Regions from separate parts of the Mus musculus genome. Here region 2 is linked to region 1. The links are chromatin contacts, called in public promoter capture Hi-C maps. All regions are on one chromosome and are shown on one strand. Each heading gives the region's core, a stretch centred on a gene start, on an enhancer-like site or on the middle of the called end of the contact. The rest is flanking DNA. Distances are from core to core; before and after follow the strand shown. Region 1 holds the start of Mdh1b (malate dehydrogenase 1B, NAD (soluble)). Region 2 has its middle 15 kb from the start of 2810408I11Rik.

The links. Promoter capture Hi-C pulls out the DNA fragments that hold promoters and counts their contacts.
Region 2: a promoter capture Hi-C map of second pharyngeal arch cranial neural crest shows a contact between it and region 1, with 6 times the contacts expected there. The contact joins the enhancer-like site here to the promoter of Mdh1b in region 1. A contact is called at or near these places in 13 of 39 promoter capture datasets (the 3T3-L1 cell line, 3T3-L1-derived adipocytes, the C10 cell line and 9 more), 6 of 484 Hi-C or Micro-C datasets (CD8 T cells, Th1 cells, bone marrow-derived macrophages and 3 more), 6 of 115 datasets of contacts at active chromatin or transcription factors (bone marrow-derived macrophages, embryonic forebrain, embryonic stem cells and 2 more) and 1 of 9 other capture datasets (macrophages).

What each region holds. Positions count from the first base shown.
Region 1 is chr1:63,728,028-63,733,978 of GRCm38.p6, forward strand. It overlaps Mdh1b (malate dehydrogenase 1B, NAD (soluble)), which reads right to left and starts at 2,291. Exons shown (of 11, transcript NM_029696.4): 1 at 2,244-2,291. The coding sequence starts at 2,265. It overlaps Fastkd2 (FAST kinase domains 2), which reads left to right and starts at 2,598. Exons shown (of 12, transcript NM_172422.3): 1 at 2,598-2,664; 2 at 3,373-4,194. The coding sequence starts at 3,460.
Region 2 is chr1:64,673,177-64,679,123 of GRCm38.p6, forward strand. No RefSeq gene overlaps it. Among named protein-coding and RNA genes, the nearest start is that of 2810408I11Rik, 15 kb to the right of the region's middle. Within about 2 kb of position 3,080, at least 12 of the 459 cell types and tissues checked have an H3K27ac peak or open chromatin away from gene starts, as enhancers often do. A contact at or near this core is called in second pharyngeal arch cranial neural crest, where this site is marked.

The sequences.
Region 1 (5,951 bases), core at 1,041-3,540:
GTGAGACTTTGTTAGAGAGAGAGAGAGAGAGAGAGAGAGAGAGAGAGAGAGAATACTGTGAGATGTAGATTATTAAACATATTCTTCTGATAAAAGTTCTTTAAATGAGTCCAAGTCTACCCAGTTACCCATAAGCTTAGGTGTGTAACTTCTCCTTTATTTCTCATAGTCATTCAGTGAATTACACATCTTCTCCAACATATTTCATCTTTCAGATCATTCCTCAGTCTATTTGCTTTTCTCCCCACAAAGCAGCTCTTTTTGCATGATATAGCTCCAGCCTTCTAACCAGCCTCTTGTTGTATCCATAACTCTCAGGGAAGATACAGATTTAATGGCCTTATCCCTTTATAAATAACCTTCTAGGTAGTTTTGCTAAAGTCTCACATACTGAATGTGGCTCAGAAGAATCCGAATCATCTCATTTGTCCTCAGCCTAGGATGCTTACATCCTTTCTTCCCTTACATCCTTTCTTCCAGCCCAGTTAAACTCATTTCAAATGTATGCTTACCAACCACTCTCAATTATCGTCAAATGTGGCCAAGATCTTTAGCAAGACCTAGATACTGGGACCGTGGCTTCATGCTTCCCCAGCAACTGCACCATCAAGGGCAGCTCAGGCTCTTTCAGAAGAGCTAGGGGTTCAAAGATACTACCTGAGTGCTCTGCGTTTCCATTCACAACCATATATGATCTTTATACTCACACTCCAGCTCTACTCCCTATTATCCACAGTAAATTTTTCTGCTTCTTCCCGAGTCTTCTCTGCTTGGTAACTGTAGTTGTTCAGGCATCTATTTAATCACTTTTCCCTCTGGGAAGCCCTTGGCTAGGTAGACCCTATACCACTGTCTTAGGGTTTTACTGCTGTGAACATACACTATGAGCAAGGCAAGTCTTATAAAAACAACACTTAATTGGGGCTGGCTTACAGGTTCAAAGGTTCAGTCCATTATCATCAAGGTGGGAACATGGCAGTATCCAAGCAGACATGGTACAGGCATAGCTGAGAGTTCTACATCTTCATCCAAAGGCTGCTAGTGGAAGACTGACTCCTAGGCAACTAGGGTGAGGATCTTAAGCCCATACCCACAGTGGCACACCTACTCCAATCAGGTCACACCTCCAGATGGTGCCACTCCCTGGCTCAAGAATATACAAACCATCACAACCACTGTTTCCTCCAGAACACTGACCTGTTACTGTTATATACAAAGTGTCCTGAAAGTTTTTACTGTATGTATTCCCACCATCCCGTTTTCTAGTGCTAAAAAAAAAAATATTTATCTGAATGTATAGTGAAGCAAAAGATGTACTTCCAAAGGGATGGTAAATTCCAATTGTGTAATAAAGAAGTGATTGTGGCCAAAATAGTTTGTATAGGAAGGCCAAAGGAGAAGCCAGACTGAGTGGAAGGAAGGATAGAACAGTAGGGAGCTCTTTTAAGATACTTGGTGAAAGAAGTGGGAGTGGGTGGGTGGGGGACTTTTGGGATAGCATTAGAAATGTAAATGAAATAAATACCTAATAAAAAATAATAATAAAAAGGAAAAAAAAGATACTTGGTGAAAGAAGAGGAAGCAGATACAGTCAACAGCCTGTTCCAGTAAGTAGTGGTGTTGCTTCCAGCTGTCAAGATGGTCTACATTAAAAATGTAGACGAATTGACACTTTGACATTATTTTTACCTAAATTCGTTAAATTTTGTTCAAGATTTAGTACAAACTTTTGTTGTTGTTGTTGTTTAAACTAAATATCTAGTTTATATTTTGTAATTCTAACCCAGGCCCTGCGACATTCCCACATCCAGGTCCTCCATTAGACTACAGATCTTCTAGCTCTTTGCCTTTATCTGGAGGTTGGTTTCTTTAATAGCTTAGTTATTTCCTTCTCTCCATCCATTCCTTATGCTCCTTTTCCCGCCAACCCCGCCGAGGCCTGTGCAGTTGTCCATCATTACATTAGTCACAGCAGATCAGAGGAATTCCTTATACGTTTTGTACCCCTTATACGTTTTGTGGGAATTAAAACTGGCCAAGGGCAGAGGTGGGAATTTTCCCCAACGTGTCCCCATTGCTCATCTGACTTTGACACATTGCCACTGTGTATCAAGCGTCTTTAAATGAATGCCTAGAAAGCCTGAGATGATCCTTCTAAAGGATGGGGCTGAAGAACAGAAGCCAGTTAACAAGGCTGACCACCCATGGGAAGAGATCTGTGGGCTTACTAGAGAAGCACTCACCCGCGATCACAAATTTGGCCATGATTTCTAGCAAGACCTAGAAACTGGGACCGTGGCGTCACGGTTTCCTGGCAACCGCGGCGGGTACTAAAACTGGCGCAGGCGCGTTCAAAAGAGGCTGCACCGCCAGGGGCTAAAAGTTCAAAGTCACTATTTGAATGTTTTGAGTTTCCATAAACAACAATAGATGAACTTTATAAGCTCCGTGTTTTCCTAAGGCTCTCGCTTCTATCTTTTCATCAGAGAATAGAAACTATTCTTTCTGGAAGGTTTTCCTCCCTATTTGCACATGGCCTCCGCGGTCGCTGAGAACCGATGCTTTTTGACTTATAAAAGAATCCGTAATACGTCACCAGACGCGCCGCTTGAGGAGGAACTGTCATGGCTGCGCCTATGTGTAGTCACGGGGTTCTGTTCGAAGGTGAGTGGATGGCAAGCAGAAGCGGAATCGCGGGCCGGATCGTACTTGTCTTTTTACCTAGGGGAGAAAAGTTTGGGAAGTGGCCTGGGTCTTAAGTTTAGGGCAGTGCTGGGCGGCCCATTTGCGGAAAGACACCGACTCCGGTTCCGGGATCTTGATGAACCTGGCTGATTGTAGATTCTCAGGCGGGAAGGACATCGCTTTTTTTCTTTAATTCCGTCCCTAACCAAGACCGACCTGTCCGAGTACGTTTTCTTAACAGTTCGCTTTTGGCCAATGCAAGATGATCTGAAGTGTCCATCAATGATACAGTTTTCAGTGAAGGCCTCCAAAGTAGTGTTAACAAAGTTCTCCTTAGCCGATATTGAACACCTACACAAGACATTCTTATCTATCTTTCTGTCTGTCTTATCTATCTTTCTAGCTGTCTATTTCTATCTCTCAGTTTACCTACCTATCTATGCTACTTTATCCACATTTATTGATTGACTGATTGAAACTACTTTATCCACAACTGCTAAAGTGATTGACCTGGGTACTTTTACAAAGATGAAATAAACGTGGAGGAAGCATACCGAGGACATGTTCCATTTTAATATAAAACTCTAGCGGCTCGTCGGTGCCCATGCAAGCCCCTGTTAGATGCATTTCCCTTATTTAAGCAACAGTTTTTAACCATTATTTCTTTTATTTACCTATCCTCTACAGGACAGTCCACAGCATGTGCTCTTTTTTAGAAAGACGGCAACTTGCGTTGCATCTTGGGTATTTGAAAGTGTGCCAATAGATAGCAGAATGAATAGCAAAGCACGTTCCTTGTTATGGACCATCCGACGATTCAGTACGTTACTTCCAAGAAGCAGAGCTTTGAGGATAGATCCATTGGGAACTTGCAGACCAGAGGTTATTCATTCAAAATGGAACCCAAGAAACCATCGGCTAAATGTTTTTGATGAGGGATTGCAACCATCTGTTAGATACCTCTTTCAGGATATATTTATTTCTAAATCAGTAGATGGTTGTATTCAAACTAAAGGCATAAGCCATTCAGCCGTTTTTAAACCTGATAGGCTGCTTTGTCCTAGAAGACTGTCCTTTGATGCAAAACATTCTTTTGTCTCTGATGGGACATCTGATCATGATTTAAAGAAAATAAACTTTCATCATACCTCCAGTGAAGATGTGTTCACCAAGAAAGTAAGACCAACCCCTGTGAATTATAAAAAGCTAGCCCAGGAGTGTAACTCTCTGAGTGATGTGCTGGACACATTTTCAAAAGCACCTACATTTCCTGGTAGTAACTATTTCTTAGCAATGTGGATAATTGCCAAAAGGATATCTGAAGACAAGAGGCGCTTTGAGAGACAGCTGATGTTCAGTCACCCTGCCTTTAACCAGCTGTGTGAGCAGATGATGAGAGAAGCCAAGATTATGCACTATGACCACCTCTTGTTCAGCCTTAATGCTATAGTGAAGCTGGGAATCCCTCAGAACACTCTTATGGTACAGACTTTGCTGAGGACGATTCAGGTAAGTCCAAAGAGACTTAAGTGTGGCTGTACTGCGTTTAACATGGTTTGAAGGAGCTCAGGGGATGTAGGTGTGTATAGCTTCCTTAAAAGACTATCAGCAGAATGTATGTTTTAATGGCTAGGAGATCTTAAGTTAGATCATTTCTTTTGCTTTGGAAATTTGTGAAAACCTGCCCCACCGACCTTCTCTAGGGTTAAGTGGAAATGAAGAGAGATGCAGAGAAAGGTTGAGTAGTTGAAGGGAGAATGGATGGGAGGTAAACTAGCGGATTTTTTGTTTGTTTGTTTTTTTACATAACCTTAATCCTATTAGTAGAATTAAGACTAGGAAACAGATTTAATGGTTAACAGCTAGTGGATTCCTTTATTTATATACTGATTATATATTGGATGTCAACCATGTACAAGGTACCACATTTACCAGTTGTTATAAAAGATGTAACACATATTTTCTTATAATCATGACCCCTACAATCTAAACTGGAAGATGTATTTGTAGGCAGTTACAGGAGTGGTGGCCACATTCCATTAATGACTCATGCTATGTTGAGGGCACTGTGCTGAATACTCAAGAGTGCAGCTATCAAAGCACACATAGATCTCTCAGTGCAATGAGTGAGTGAATATAGGGTCTTATGAGAGTGTGTAATGGGATTTCCAACCTAGTTTTGGTCTTCAAAACGTGGAGATAAGATATTGAGAAAGACACTAAAGTCAGTGTCCAAGAAGCAGCTGGTGTTTTGTGAGGATTAATTATGAAGGGGTTGGTGTCTGCAGCAGACATTACATGGCTGACATTCAATGGAAAAGGTGGCTAGCTCAGGGAGCTGAAATAGGTTGGTGCATCTGAAGTAAACAAAGCTGGTGACATGGGGGCTGGTGGGAGAGTGTTAGAATTGGGTTGACTTAGAAAGTAGTTGTATATATGCTGAGGGACAAGGAGTTAAGCCTTGAAAAGGTAGTAGCAAAATCATTAAAACTAATGTTTATGCCCATGGAGTTTGTATTTGCCCAGTATGCACAATAGTCCATTGGAGAATTTTAAGACAGAGATTGACATACTCAAGTTTGCATTTTCAGTTTCAGACAGAAGTGTCAGAATCTTGTTTGATGTCACTTATATATGGCACCAGATGTGAAGAAGTAATCATTTACTTTTTAAGATTGGCCATGTGACTCTTAAACTCAATAATTAAGTATCTTACAATACATTAATTTCCTGGAGATAATCTGTGATACTTTGTTTCACTAGAATTCATGAATTGAGTTGTAGGTATATAACTTTTTAATTCTTTATGTAAACTTGATTCATATGTCCTCAAGCAAGAACTTTTAAATTTTGTGGTTTTGAAAGCCATAGAATAGCTGTTTGTTTGATAGGCACAGTATTCTTTTCTAATGTGGCAGTTTAGAAATTGTTTGGATCGACTTTCCACTGACAGTGATGCAGTTCTGTGTTAGGCTTTGGACAGGCATTCACATCTGTGTAGCATCCTCACTGGGAGCATAGTTGGAGTTAGAAAATCTGCATGTGGTTGTGCTTTGGTAATGTGTGTGGGTGTTGTAAAGACATTTAGCCAGCGGTGAAAGGATGGTGTGCTGTCAGTGGATTTGAGTCAACTAGCCTGACCTTTCACAGCAGATGTTATGGGGTGCACATAGATAATATATATGTATATATGTATATTATAAATGTTAAAAATGTATAAATATAATGGGAGATCTATCTATCTAATCTAGCTATCTGTCTTTCTT
Region 2 (5,947 bases), core at 1,830-4,329, 950 kb after region 1:
ACCCATGAAAAGTAGGGTTTGCTACAACCAAGAATGCCTGCCATCCAAGACTAGTTCCTTACTGATAGGAGCTTCCCCTGTCTCCTTTGGTTCCCTTTCTGAGCCTAGTAGGATGGAAGTTGTCAGAGGAGCAAGGAGAGAATGTCCGATTCTAGACCTAACAGGCACAGGGTATCTGTGGTGCTTCGTAGTCCCTGGATTTTGCCAGTGTGTGTTCTTGTCCTAGGCAGTCTTTCTGTACTTTTTGAAGCTACAGATACTTCCTGGATAGTAACCTGGGTGGTAAGAGTATGGGGTTGGAAATCTATATAAACCTAGGTACTGAATCCCAGCTCTAAGCTCTGTCCAAGTGGCACTTTATAAAACTTGCAAAGGATGTCTATTGGTTGGTCTTCAAAAGATGACATGCTGATTTAATTTGGTCATTACAGTACTGCTATGTCAAGTCTTTCCCTCTTCTGAGAAATGAACTACATCAAACACATCAGTGCATAGAGCACAACAAAATCTCGAAGGGTGCAGCAAGTGTAGAGCAGCCATTTACCAGCGCTGAGCTGGAAGCCAAACTGCCCAAGTTTACACACACTCACTCTATTCCTGACAGCTGTGGGATCGTGGTTTCCTTATACCTAAATGAGGCTTGTGGGGGCACTGTTTTGTGGAGGAATTATGGGAAGTGAGTGAATTTATATAAAAACAGACTAAGAATTTGAAACACATAATTCTCAGCAAAAATCTTAGCATCCCGATGGCTACAGTGCACGTTAGCCATTTTACCTGTCTCACAAATCTGTTGGGTGTGGCCGGGAAGGCAGGGCTACCTCTATGTAAATGCTGGGGGCTCCACAGCCACAAAAGCATCTCTTGCTGGAGGACCTAATTGAGGACTGCCTGAGAGACCAAGGATTGCTAGTACAAATAATGCCAGCCAATCAGGAACTGCTATTTAGAAGAGGTGCTTTCTGGGACCAATGGGGGCACGGGGGCGGGTATCAAAGGAGTTTGCAGCAGTGAGCTTGCTGGCATTGCTAGGAGTCTGAGTCATTGATTCTGTGCCACCTCATCTCCAACCCCCAAGGGCAGGTAGGGCAGGGCAGCACCCACGGCACAGGCAACAGTAGGGAAGCTTCCAGTCATTAAAAAAAAAAAAATCATAGAAGTTATTGCCATTACTCTTGGGTGCCCATCAGAACTTGATGGTAAGACCCTATTTCTGAAGACACAATACACTTTGGTCACAAGTCGTGGAGAAATCAAGTTGGTACTGGCTAGCTTTCACAGTATTGGAAGATGCTATGTACGCTCCTGGAGTGAAAGTGGTCAACAGTCTACCCTGACTTTGAAGCCTGTGCGCTATAATAAGGATTACAAGGCAAGAATGCCCATGTATGCAACAGTGGCATGAATGTTATGATGATAACCAATGACTTTCTGATTGAATTTCAGGCCCACTCCACAGGAGGATATTCACACCGGATACTGTAAATCTTGCCAAGGATCTCTGGTTGGGGAGCTCACAGGCACAGGGTTGGGGAGTGGAGTGGGGGCGGGCGGTGAACTTACTATTATTGTTTTGCTAAACAGACATACTATCAAACAGACCTCTAAATGCTTATCTTTCCATAGTTTGGCGCTGCAGTGAGATCTCATCAGATGAATTTCTTTGTACAGTGGATGGAGATTAATGAAGAAATTCCAAGTACAGATAAGTGTCTGGAGGTTGCTCAGTCATAAAAGGGATAACTATGTCACCATTACCCACAAGGCTCAGGCACCACAGTGGAAGAGAGGAGAGAAAGATTATAGGAAGAAGAGGTTTGAATGCATCAGAATGAAACAGTATCTTCTGTACACAACAGGACCACTGACGGAGCTCACTAACTTACAGCAACCAGGTTTGCCTGTACAAGATCTCTATCCACATTCTAGCACAGAGCTGGGAGGGGTGCATGAGCCCCTCCCCCCTCCCCCCCCCAATGAGGAGCTACTGACAGCCAATAACTTCTAGGGACAGAGGAGATGGTTTTCTTTAAGGGTGTGGCTCCTGATAGGTGAATCCCACTCCAGGTGGAAGCCTCAGACCCATGAATATATAGGCAGCACAAGCTGGATTTGGACGATGAGAGAGAGAGAGAGAGAGAGAGAGAGAGAGAGAGAGAGAGAGAGAGCGCGAGAGAGCTGGAGGGGATAAGGATGGATCCTGAAGGAGGTGGGTTGGATCCTGGCGATGTTAGGGGAAGGAGTTATAGATGAGTATGATGAAAATATAGCCTTGTATAAAATCCTCAAATAATAAAAATACACTTTAAAACATACTCAGGTACTAAGAGTTAGATAATATTTTAGTAATTATTCTTGCTACAATTATCAGTATTTACTATGCTGGATAGGCACTGGCAATATAGCTCTGTGTCAGAGCATGTGGTTTGCATGCAGTGGTCCTGTTGTGTACAGAAGATACTGTTCCACATCACTATCCCCAAACAGAAAAAAGGGAACCAAAATGTTCCAGACAGTGCTACAGTATATGACAGACTTCTGCATTTCTCATTGATTTAATATTAATACTTAGATGCTACTAAGAGTTGGCTAAAACAGGATTTTCATATGGCTGACAAAAACTTGGACTGAGGCGAATTACAATAGCACAACTAACGAAGATACAACGTTGATTATTAGCCTTTTAAGAAATGTCTTACTTTACAACTTCCCATCCAGTTGAAATACAGAGTATCTGATTTTTCACTGTTTTGTCATCTGAGACAGTTAAAGATATTTTTGTTTCCTACAAGTGTTGGGTCAGTTGCTTGGTATACAGCTAAATTGAATGCTGGTATTTTGGAACAGTATCTGTTGACATGAATATATTTGGCACCACTGGGAATTTAAGATGACAGAGAAGAGGGTGCCATGATTCTTCACTTTCTACATGACACTGTTACTAGGGAAAAGTATTGCTAAAATATTTTATAAATGTTTCCATTTCCATGCTGAACATGTGGGTATGTCAGTGTTTGGTTAGTAACGGCAGAGGTTAAACTACAGGCTTACAGCCATCCTTAATAAGGCACGTAGGGATGAATCAAGACAAGGAACATGAGAATCTGGTAAGATACTCAGCGAGCTGTGTAGTGTCTGATTTTGACATAACTCTGTAGGGCACAAAAATAAAACAAAAAAACGAAAACAAAAAAACTCTTTCTTCACTTCATCCCCAGGGACATATCTGAATATTATACCCAATCTAGAATATAATGATTTACATTTGCAAGCTTATTTTTGCTTTTGCTCAAATATTCTAGTTTAGAAATTTCCCTGCTGGCTCATTTAAACTAAAACTGTAAAAATCTGGAAACTGCTTGATCTGGGAAGAACATCTGTGGCTCTGAGTCCTTCGGGGCAGCAATTTGTTTTTCTAAGAAGTAATATGATGAGGCCCTCTGTGGTGAATAACCAGACTTTGTCACCTTGCCTCGGTTTCATGTTTTCATTGGGTCTTTCAGAGGTCAGGAGAGGCCCTGGCCATTTCCATACTAATAAAAACCCAGGCAGGAGAAAAGCAAAACAGGGTTATAAAATTTGTGGTGTGTTTTAAAGGTATACAACAATTCCAACACACATTCAGTTCAATGTGTTTCTCAGGTGATTAAGGGTATTTATTAAAAGGTATAGTTAAAATATACATTCATAATACATATATACATGTACATATGTGTGCATGTGTATACATACACATATATGAATGAACTGGTTATAGGTCACAGCAGATGAGGCCTAATAATGATGCAGAGTTCAAGTTAACAGCTGCTGTCTTCTTTCTAACAACCTGCCTGTGCTTGCTCTTCTCTCATGATAGCCTGGGTGTACTGAGCCCTTTGTGACAGTGAGGCCCAGGTCTGTGATCCTCCTGGGGGTGTTGTTTTATTTACTTGTCTTATTGCTGTGACAAAATACCTAGGGAGAGCAGCTGAAGGTAGGAAGGTTTTACCATGATTCACAGCTCCAGCTACACAATTCATGATTCTGGGAAAGTATGACGCTGGAGCAGGAGGCTGCTGCTGCTCACGTCGGGGAGTAGAAGGCGATTACTGCTGTGCTCTGCTTCCTTTCTTTTCTTATGGAGTCTTGGGCCCCAGCCCATGCAATGGTACCACCCATATTCAAGGGGAGTCTTCCCACCTCAAGCAACCCCTCAAGACTCCTTTAGAGGTTTGTCTCTTCGATGATTCTAGATCTGTCAGGTTGCTGGATGACATTAACCGTCACCAGTGCTCTTAGGGCATTTGCTCAAAGGAATGTCCAGTTTATATGCAGAGGTATTGGGGGCCATGGCTCTGGATCAGCCCAAGAGCCTGGCCTGAACTGTTACTATTATTTTTCCAAGCTACATGCCCTGAGTTTGATCAATTGTCTCACTGAATGAAGTCAAAATCAGGGTATAATTGATAGGCCTTCTGTGGGGTTTGAGGAAGACGAAGGGATTTAGCAGACATAAATAACTATGTACAAATAAGTACCTATACAGCTAAAGGGAGTCACTGGTGAGGGATTGATTTTTCTATAAGAAATCAGTTATCAACTAATGGAGAGATTGCTCAGTTGGTTAAGAGTTTGCTGAACCCAAACACCTGAGTTGTTGGATCCCCTTAAACCACATGATGGAAGGAGAGACCCAACTCCTACTAGGTGCCTTCCGATCTTCACAGCTGTGCATTAGCTCACATGCCTGCCTACCCCATATAATCATATATGAAAAATAATAGAAAAGAAAGAAAACCAAAGAGCCCTTACTTAGCTCCAGAGGGGACTAGAGGCTGACAAAGGAGAATAACTGGTCATAGCTGGTCCAGAGTCACACATCCTCATAAATGGTAGTTCCCAAGCCAGATGGAGCCCTTGTGATTTTGTTCTTCAACCTGACTGATGAGAGACTGTCCAGTTCCCTGGCTGGGTGTGCAGATTGCAGGGAGCTTTCCATCTGCCTTTCCTAAGGCTAAGATGGGGGAGGGGTGTGGGGAGGGGTGAGCCTTAGTGAGCAATGGAACCTTGGCACATGCCAGGTGGTACCACCAAGCTAAACAAGGCCTCAGGGCTGGAAGCCAGGGGGCACAGCCCAGGGAGGACATAAGGGAAAGGGGCCCATCCAGCTGACCTTGAAATGCTGTAAAGAGAACCTACATGAGTTATCTCTATAGAAAACTCACAAAGGGGTCCGAGGCTATATTAAAATGATGGCTTGTTGGTGTGTTTGACTGGGGAGAAAAGTGGCCAAGACATGGTGGAGTAGATAAGAAATTAGGGTTCTAAATTCCAAAAGCCCTTTTCTCTCTGCCCCTCATAGCACTGATATATATTTTCATTAACAAGGTTACAAACTTTGATATGACACGAGCAATAGAACAAGACCATGCATGCCATTGGCTCTCTAGCAACTTCTCCTGTTTCCCAAAATCTATTCTGAAACCCTTCTTTAAGGCTGGGAATTCTCTGTAGAGATCACTCATGAGCCTCACTGCTTAGTGTCCCCAGTGCTGCCATTACATGCATGTGCCACCAAGCCTGGCAACGTTTGTGTTTGTAGGAGGTGAAAAGAATATGGGTTCCATTTTATACTGACTCCTCACTCACTGAATCAAACTACAAACAGTAACAGATTAAAAATCAAACAAACAAACCTTTAGACTTACACACTAATAACTTTACATTTTACCAGAACTTGCTGCCTCTTGTCCCCATCTTCCCAGGCATCAGGTCCCTCACTCTCCCCTAAGGCAGAGTACCAAGCTCTGCTTTGCTTTCAGTGCATTCCTGAGTCGCTCATGAGGGCTGCAGCCTCTTCAGTTACACACGCCTGGTGGTCTGTGTGTGCTGCCAATAGGACAACAAACTCAGGGTCTTGAACAAGTTGGAGGCTGCAGGTTCAAGACCTAGGTGTGAGTAGGACTGG